2 separate regions of the Arabidopsis thaliana genome follow, and region 1 is linked to region 2. Evidence: chromatin contacts called from public ChIA-PET data. All regions are on one chromosome and are shown on one strand. The core of a region is the stretch at or near the end of the contact, and the rest is flanking DNA. Distances in the headings are between cores, read along the strand shown.

Evidence for each region. ChIA-PET counts read pairs in DNA pulled down with a chosen protein or histone mark.
Region 1: an H3K4me3 ChIA-PET map of shoot shows a contact between it and region 2, with 10 read pairs. The contact joins the promoter of AT5G60460 here to the promoter of AT5G60370 in region 2. A contact is called at or near these places in 2 of 26 Hi-C or Micro-C datasets (callus and shoot) and 1 of 2 datasets of contacts at active chromatin or transcription factors (shoot).

What each region holds. Positions count from the first base shown.
Region 1 is chr5:24,315,631-24,319,603 of TAIR10.1, forward strand. AT5G60460 (Preprotein translocase Sec, Sec61-beta subunit protein) reads right to left here and starts at 2,611. Exons shown (of 1, transcript NM_001345419.1): 1 at 1,203-2,611. The coding sequence starts at 2,289. The coding sequence ends at 1,960.
Region 2 is chr5:24,280,984-24,284,917 of TAIR10.1, forward strand. AT5G60370 (exonuclease V-like protein) reads left to right here and starts at 1,683. Exons shown (of 7, transcript NM_125430.3): 1 at 1,683-2,252; 2 at 2,342-2,446; 3 at 2,561-2,682; 4 at 2,818-2,973; 5 at 3,076-3,229; 6 at 3,360-3,436; 7 at 3,528-3,934. The coding sequence starts at 1,875. The coding sequence ends at 3,777. It overlaps ALP (aleurain-like protease), which reads left to right. Exons shown (of 8, transcript NM_125429.4): 4 at 133-206; 5 at 317-581; 6 at 665-796; 7 at 901-1,036; 8 at 1,132-1,499. The coding sequence ends at 1,169.

The DNA of each region.
Region 1 (3,973 bases), core at 1,361-3,860, 36 kb after region 2:
ATTACTAAATTGTAGAGATCATAACGTTCAATTTATCGAGTTTTATTTCTGAAAATATTATATTTTCTTTTTTGTACCGAGGTTTCAAAATATTCATGTTTTTTTATGTGTGGAAAGAATAGCACATATCCATAGCCATATTTGTTGCCTGATTTCTTTTGACCAAGTTGATTGAATTAGCCTATGGATATTTGTTGTTCTTTTCAAATATATGGCAATTTTTCTTTGTACTATATTTTTAATATGTATTTTTTGAGTTTACGAGATTCCTGCATGTACATACTATATAAATTTGGCGTAATTTGTAATAAGAATCAATATATAATGAAATCATACTGTTTTTTATAATATTGATATTTAAGTAGAGATGGTTTTATTAAAAATAGAAGAAAAAAGTTTATTGTTTGGCAGAGCAAAAAAAAAAAAGGAAAAAGACAGAGGTGGATAATTAGGAGACGTCGTGTCAAAAATATTGTCGCGAGAAAACGACAAAGCAACGCCAATGACTTTATTAAAGTCACAAGTGTCTGTATCATTCGATTAAAGACACTCCTCTCTCTCTCTCTCCCTCTCATTTTTTTTTGTAATACTATTTTTACTTTCTTTTTTTTTAACATGTTTGTAGTTAATTGCGGTTCCGGAATAACCACACACAGAGAGAATTAGTTACAGTCATTTTAAAAATCCAATAAAAATCTATGCACGGTATTCTTGAAATTGTGTTTTATGAAGGGAAACTAATTAAAAAGTTCATTTTCAGAAATTTTAATAGAACTACATAGCCAAGAAAATTAAAAACAGGTTGAGTAGAATTCATAAATCAAACTTGTGATAAGAAAAGTAGGCCCATCAAAAAAAAGAATTGTAGAGACAAATGGTATCCCATAAGGAGAAAGCAATTTGTCAAATTGGAGCCTACATTAAAAGTTGGGCCCCTATTTTAACTTTTTCAACTCTTTTTTTTTGGTTTAAAGTTTATTAAAAAAAAAAACAGACCAAAACGATTAGAGTGAAAATTGAAGCTTGTCAAACTAAACTCTATAATCCTCGATCCTCGTTGTAAACCATTCACAATAATAAGTAATCTCATCATCGTTAGATATCAGTCCTCGATGATGTTATTTTGCCAACACAATTATAAAGATCAGAAACCAAATTCTATGTTGATTTAGAGTTGAACAGAGTTGGTGTCATCATGTTACAATTACAATTGTTACTAGGGTCTATTGTTGTTACATAATATTGGTTGATATCGAATTATGGCATGATTTTAGTTATCATAATGTTGGGGCTTGGGAGTTGGGAGTGAACCGACTCTCTAATGGGCCTGCGATTTCCTTTCTATAAGTGTTGGGTCTTAGGTGTGATCATAATTATTATGACCCGGATCTTTAATGGGCCTTCTATTTCCGTTCTATCAGTATTGGGGCTTAGGACTTATCATAACTATGATCCGAATCTCTAATGGGCCATCATCTTCCACCGGATTCACTTCAATCTGTGTCTATCAGAGTCGACAGCAATGAGATCAGTCCGTGTGATGAATGCCGTCGAGTTTCTTGAACCAAAGAAGTTCCAATTGACAAAGACAACAAACATGGCTCTACTAACATTCCGCTGAAGAAGATTCACACCAACTTGAAAAATATATCAGTTTGGAATCTTCACAAAGATGAATGCTTTAAATAACAAGACGCTTCCTAGCTAGTAGCTAGGCCAATTTGGGATTCTGCATGTGTGAGAGAAGAGATCATCAACTTAGTAAACGACTACTTTGGGCAAGATAGATCAAACATGTGCTACTCTGTTTCAAAGGTGACGTATTTTATTCAACGCTTAGCGATTTACATGGTTCTCATCGAAAAGACTAAAAAAGGGAAACAAAACACAAGGAAACATACTAAAAAAAAAAAAAAAAACAGCGATCACCGATTAAACGATCCAGGTCCTGATCCGGATCTAAGCTTGGGATCCGGATTTGTGGAGGTAGAGTTTTCCAAAGACGTGAAGAGCAGTGACGAAGCCGATGAAACAGAGACTCATGATCAGAACAACCGTCGGTGAGATCTTCAACCCCGGAGCATCATCTGTGTAGAATCTCAGCATGTTGCTCGATCCTGATCCAACTCCAGATCCGCCGCCTGAGGATACGCCACCACCGCCACCGAGCCTGCGGCGACGCATGCCGGCAGTAGCGGCGGCGGAACCACGAGGAGCGGCCAGACCGGGCCGGGCGGTTGAAGAACCGGTGGAGGTTGATTGTTGGGATTGGGAAGAGCCTCTCGCCATTGTTGTACGGTCAAGGGTTAGAAGAAAAAGGATACAAGGTGAGAGAGAGGTTATGGAGATGGAGTAATGTTAGAAAGGGTAGTATGGTAAATAACGTCAAATCTGAAGGGTACTTAAGAATGTTGATGATGATTAGGAAGAGACGTGGGGTTCTAGTGGAACTAGATACAAATTATGAATTCAATAATACTCCCAACGACTTTTGTTGGGCGTTAGTACTTAGTAGTAACTAGTAAGATGAATATTCTATCAATAAACCTTAAATTGATAAGTTAAACGGTGTCATCATCATTGGAGATCACATAACTAAATGCCGTTTGGATAGGTCCTATATATCTTGAACATATCTTGGATCGTGTGATTATTCATTTACCACCGACTTGCAAATTATTCCTTCTTTGCTTTCCCTCATGTGTATTAGACTATTAGTTAGTGGCTAACTTAGTGTTAATCTTTCCTCCTTTCAAAATTACGCGTTTTATAAATGAGAAAAAAAAAATGAAACAAGTTTGGGCTTTTCAAACTTTTAGCTTGGTTCAAGCTAGTTGGGTTTAACATTTGAGTTTATTTTTATTTAGTTAATTCCTACTAGAATGGGCTATTGTAAAAACAGTTGGGCTACTCTTTGCCACACCTATTTCAATTTTTCAATCCACAAAATTAAGAATACAGAAGATGGTAAAAAAAAAAAAAAAAAAAAAGAGATAACCACATGAAATAAATCTAGAATCTCGGTTTCTTTAAGTTTTTTTTAAAAGTCATTGGTTCAATGTTTGCATAGTGAAATGAGAGAATAATATCAAAGTAAATGTAAAAATTCAAACTCTTCCAAAATGCTAAATTTTAGTTTTCAAAGCTCAAACAAAACATGATGTGTAAACACTTTTGGTATAAGTCTCATAATGTATACCGAGTACATGCATCTTTCACATGCATCTGTCTCGCTATATATGTGTATGTATATATGATAATTAGAGGTCAAAATGTACTTATGGCGTAATTATGTAATGATGATTTGCTTGCCCCATCAAATTTGAGTGTTGGCTGTAAAGACAATCTCCTTTTCCCCATTATCGTCCTTTCTTCATGTTTCTATATTCGTTTCTATATTCTTCTTTTATATCCTTTTTATGTTGATGTCATCTCAATAAATTTTGAGTCGGTGAATGATGAAGGATTTACTTGATGTTTATAGCAAGAAAATCAAAACATAGCATCAAAAATTATAATCCGATCCTAAATAATTATGAATGATATTTTCACGTTTTGAAAATCATAAGACGTTATTTTTCCATTCCAAAACATTCACTTATGTGGTATTATACCAGTCATGCTCATACGAATAATTTTTTTTGTTACAACAGACTCCAAATTAATTAATTAGAAATTAGGGCATCAACATTCTAAGAATGCAAACTTAAATTAGAAATATATACGGAGGGAGACCTAATGATTCTAAAATAAGAAAATTAATTTGGAAAAAATGAGCTAACTATTGTCATTAAACAGAGGTGGTGTGCTTTGTTAGTATATGTATGATGTGATGTCACTTGTCTCACTCGTAAATGATTTGGCTGAACTTTGATTACCATTTTCAAATTTAAAGTTATATTTTCATCATGATCAAAATAGATATTATTAAACTGGGGAAAATCACCCGTGAACATTCATCTTGAATTCATAT
Region 2 (3,934 bases), core at 433-2,932:
CCAGGACTCAATCTTGCTGCACTGAACTATGTCAACCACCATCCCGTTCTGTTTTTCAGCTCTAAGAGAACGTGTTTAGCTGCAGACCTTTTTAAAAATTTGGTTCTGAGTTCTCAAATTGTGTAACTGCAGAAAGACTGGAGAGAAGATGGTATCGTTAGTCCGGTCAAAGATCAGGGAGGTTGTGGATCTTGCTGGACATTCAGGTAAAAGTAAAACCAATGATTAAGATACTCTCTTTAATTTTTGGTGGGATCTTTTGATGTCAAATTGAAGGTCGAGATTGTATGTCATATGATTGTTTTTTGTACTGCAGCACAACTGGAGCTCTTGAGGCAGCTTACCATCAGGCATTTGGAAAAGGAATTTCTCTCTCTGAGCAACAGCTTGTGGATTGTGCTGGAGCTTTCAATAACTATGGTTGCAATGGTGGCCTTCCTTCTCAAGCCTTTGAATACATCAAATCCAACGGTGGCCTCGACACAGAGAAAGCTTATCCTTATACCGGTAAAGATGAAACCTGCAAATTTTCAGCTGAAAACGTTGGTGTACAAGTCCTCAACTCAGTCAACATTACTCTGGTAAGCATCTTTTATGGATTTTGAATTTCACTTGCATGAGAATATACATTCTGTAATGATGATTGAAACAACAACAACAACAGGGTGCTGAAGATGAACTGAAGCATGCGGTTGGATTGGTACGGCCAGTAAGCATAGCATTTGAGGTTATACACTCGTTCCGGCTTTACAAGAGTGGAGTTTACACTGATAGTCACTGTGGAAGTACTCCAATGGTGAGACTTTCTTCTTTAAACTGTTAAAAAGACTTTCATTGGTTCACATAAAATCTTCTTAGGAACTTAGCTTAGTGTTCGGTTTCCTTAATGTGGCAATATAGGATGTGAACCACGCGGTTTTGGCCGTTGGTTATGGAGTTGAAGACGGTGTACCATATTGGCTTATTAAGAACTCATGGGGAGCGGATTGGGGCGACAAAGGTTACTTCAAGATGGAGATGGGGAAGAACATGTGTGGTAAGTTCTTTAATAATTATGAAACCATCACACCATTCTCAAATTCTCACAGTTGGTCTTTCTCTATCTATTGTTGATTCGTTCTTGAATTGCAGGTATTGCTACATGTGCATCATACCCCGTTGTGGCTTGAGATGATCAGCGAATGTGGTTGGTCAATTATCAAATTACGAAATGTTCACGTATTTATTGGATTAAGACATTACGTAAAAGTTGGGACTTGGGAATGCATATGGTTTATGCTTGTTGTAACATAAAAAGGTCTGTTAATATGTACAAAATAAAGCCAAAACTATAGACGACAAATTTATAATATTTTCATGTTAAATTTATGAACATAAATTGATTTAGATCAAAGTAGTTTCGTTCTTGATCCTAAGTCAATTTGTCTAACATATAGCTTTTACTTTGAATCTTGATCCTTGAGTCATTTTGTATAACATACAGCTTACAAGTTATGACTTTATTTTGTTTTGGTAATTGGTATTCTAAACGAAAATGAAATCTAATAACGTGATTAATAGTGGTCACATGGATATCTCATAAATCTCTATCCAATTGTGTGATTAAGAACATGCAAAACTGCAAATAAAGTATAAAAAATCATTTACACAAAACTTCATCTAGTTTTTGGACATCAAATTCACAAAAAGCAGCATATAACACTACAATAATTGATTTCACTTTTATTTTATTTGTTTGTTTACCTTTCTAAGTTCAAATATAAATTCTATGATTAGTTTATTATAATTACAATTTTTATTTTTTTTACTCTGATTTGAATTTTTTACATGGACACGAAAGAAGAAGAAGACCACATGTTGGTTCCGAATAAAACATGGCCGAGTCACCCTCCGAGTCAACCTCCGACTCGCTTAGCACCACCACATCCACTAAGCCCGCTCAATCCGGGACTGTTTCTATTTCAAGCCCTCAAAGTCACCATGTCGTCTTCCCCGAGATCCCAATCGAGATCGTCAGTGAAGAAGAAATGGCTATTCTCGATGCAGCTCTTGCAGCCTCCCGCTCCATCCTCCCTTCCGTGATCCGTTCTGTTTCTCCGTCACGGATAACCGCCGGCGGAAGTCCCAAAACAATCCGCTCAATTACTCTCTTCTCCAAGAGGAAATTATCGGCTTGTTCAGATATCGAAGAGTCTTATCTACATCGATTTAGGAGAAATCAAGCTTTAGGTGTCACAGATCTCACCGGAACTGTACGTTTTTTTTATCACAGATTATAGGAAAGAAGAGATCATATAAGCACATTTGACAATGATAGTGATCTCTCTCTATTTGGTTATAGGAATGGTGTGAGAAACAAATGGAGAATGTTCTTTGTTTTGGCAGGAGAAAAGTCAATAAAGCTATGAAAGTTGGTCAGGCTCGTCATTTGCAGCTTGAAGAAGAGGTATTATTCACTATGATGGATCTTAGGGGCTTATTGTTACTATTAAGAGTACTTGATCGTTTTGTGAACAATTTGATGAAATCTACTTGTTGTTGTGTTTATATAATTGGGTAGGTAGTTAAAAAAGTGAGAGTAAAAGTTGAATCAAATGAAGATAAGTGGGCATTGAAGCTGTTGAATTCCATTGCTGGTGTTAATCAGTTCTTGTTTGAAGGACGAACTCGTGAATTGCTACTGTGAGTTCCTTCTACCCCTCTAGTTTCGATCTTCTTTTGTAACATTCTCGTGGCTTTTACCTTTTCCTAGCAAGATAATGTTTTGTAGCATACATCAAATGAGACTTTAAATATGTTGCATTTTACCTTGTAAAGCTTAGGATTTGTTGGAGGTCAATGGATTGTGGGAATTATTGACGAGCTTAGAAAGGCGTATGCAGAAGAGTCTTCTGATAGCGGACCAATATTGATAGATACAAAGACTCGACTCCGTGATACACTTCCAGCTGAGCCACAGAGGAGGAATGGAAGGTAAGTGTTTGATAGAGTTAAGGAAAACGTTGGTCATTTTTGGTTTTGGTTTAATACGTGGGAGTTTTGTGTTAATGTCCTTGAATTAACTATATTTGACAGGCTTCAGCTAATGCTTTACAAGCTTCTATGGGACACTATTGTGAAAGAAGGGTTTCCAACGGGACCTTTTTTCGACTACTTTTCTTTGAATCGCAATTATGTCTTATCCCAAGATGTCAGAGATCACATTGCTAATGCAGGTATCAAAGCTCAGGTATACTTATCTTTGACTCTGTACAATATATCTTTCACTAAACCAAAGTTTATGTGTTTATGAAGAGAGAATTACTCACTTCGAAATGGGGTTGTATTGATATTTTCTTACTAGTTTTAACTTGGTGCAGACACTTGAAGAGATAGTTAGGTACTATGAAAACACTTTTCAGATGCTTCCGATAGCAAATAATCAACTATTACTAAAGTAAGTAGAGATGGCTTGTTCTTGATGTTATAGAATACATTAATATATCTCTGATCATCTGATTGTAGTTGAGTGGGAAATTTTGCCTCAGGTACGAGTTTCAGAAGGACCAATCTATAATAGCTGAAATTAGATTCAACCATGATCATGAATGGGTGATGAGCAAATATAGAGAAGTCATTGAGTTCTGGAGAAATGAACGAGAAGCTGGGTACACTCCTGAAGAAGAACGTTGGAAATGTCGGTATTGCCAATTTGCTAAGTCTTGCCCTGGAAACCCGAGTTTCGAATCTCCTAGCACAAGCTCACCAACAAGAGAGGCTCCTCCTTTACCAAGCTAAAAAGAAGATGAAAAGTTGATTCTTTCACCGAAAGCTGCTAAATGCTAACATATATGTTTGTGTTGTCTTTAATTTCCACATTTGCTTCCCTTAAATTGCATAGCAGTTAAGTGATTAAACCGTGGTTTGATTAGGGTTGGTTAGGCGTACCAAGATT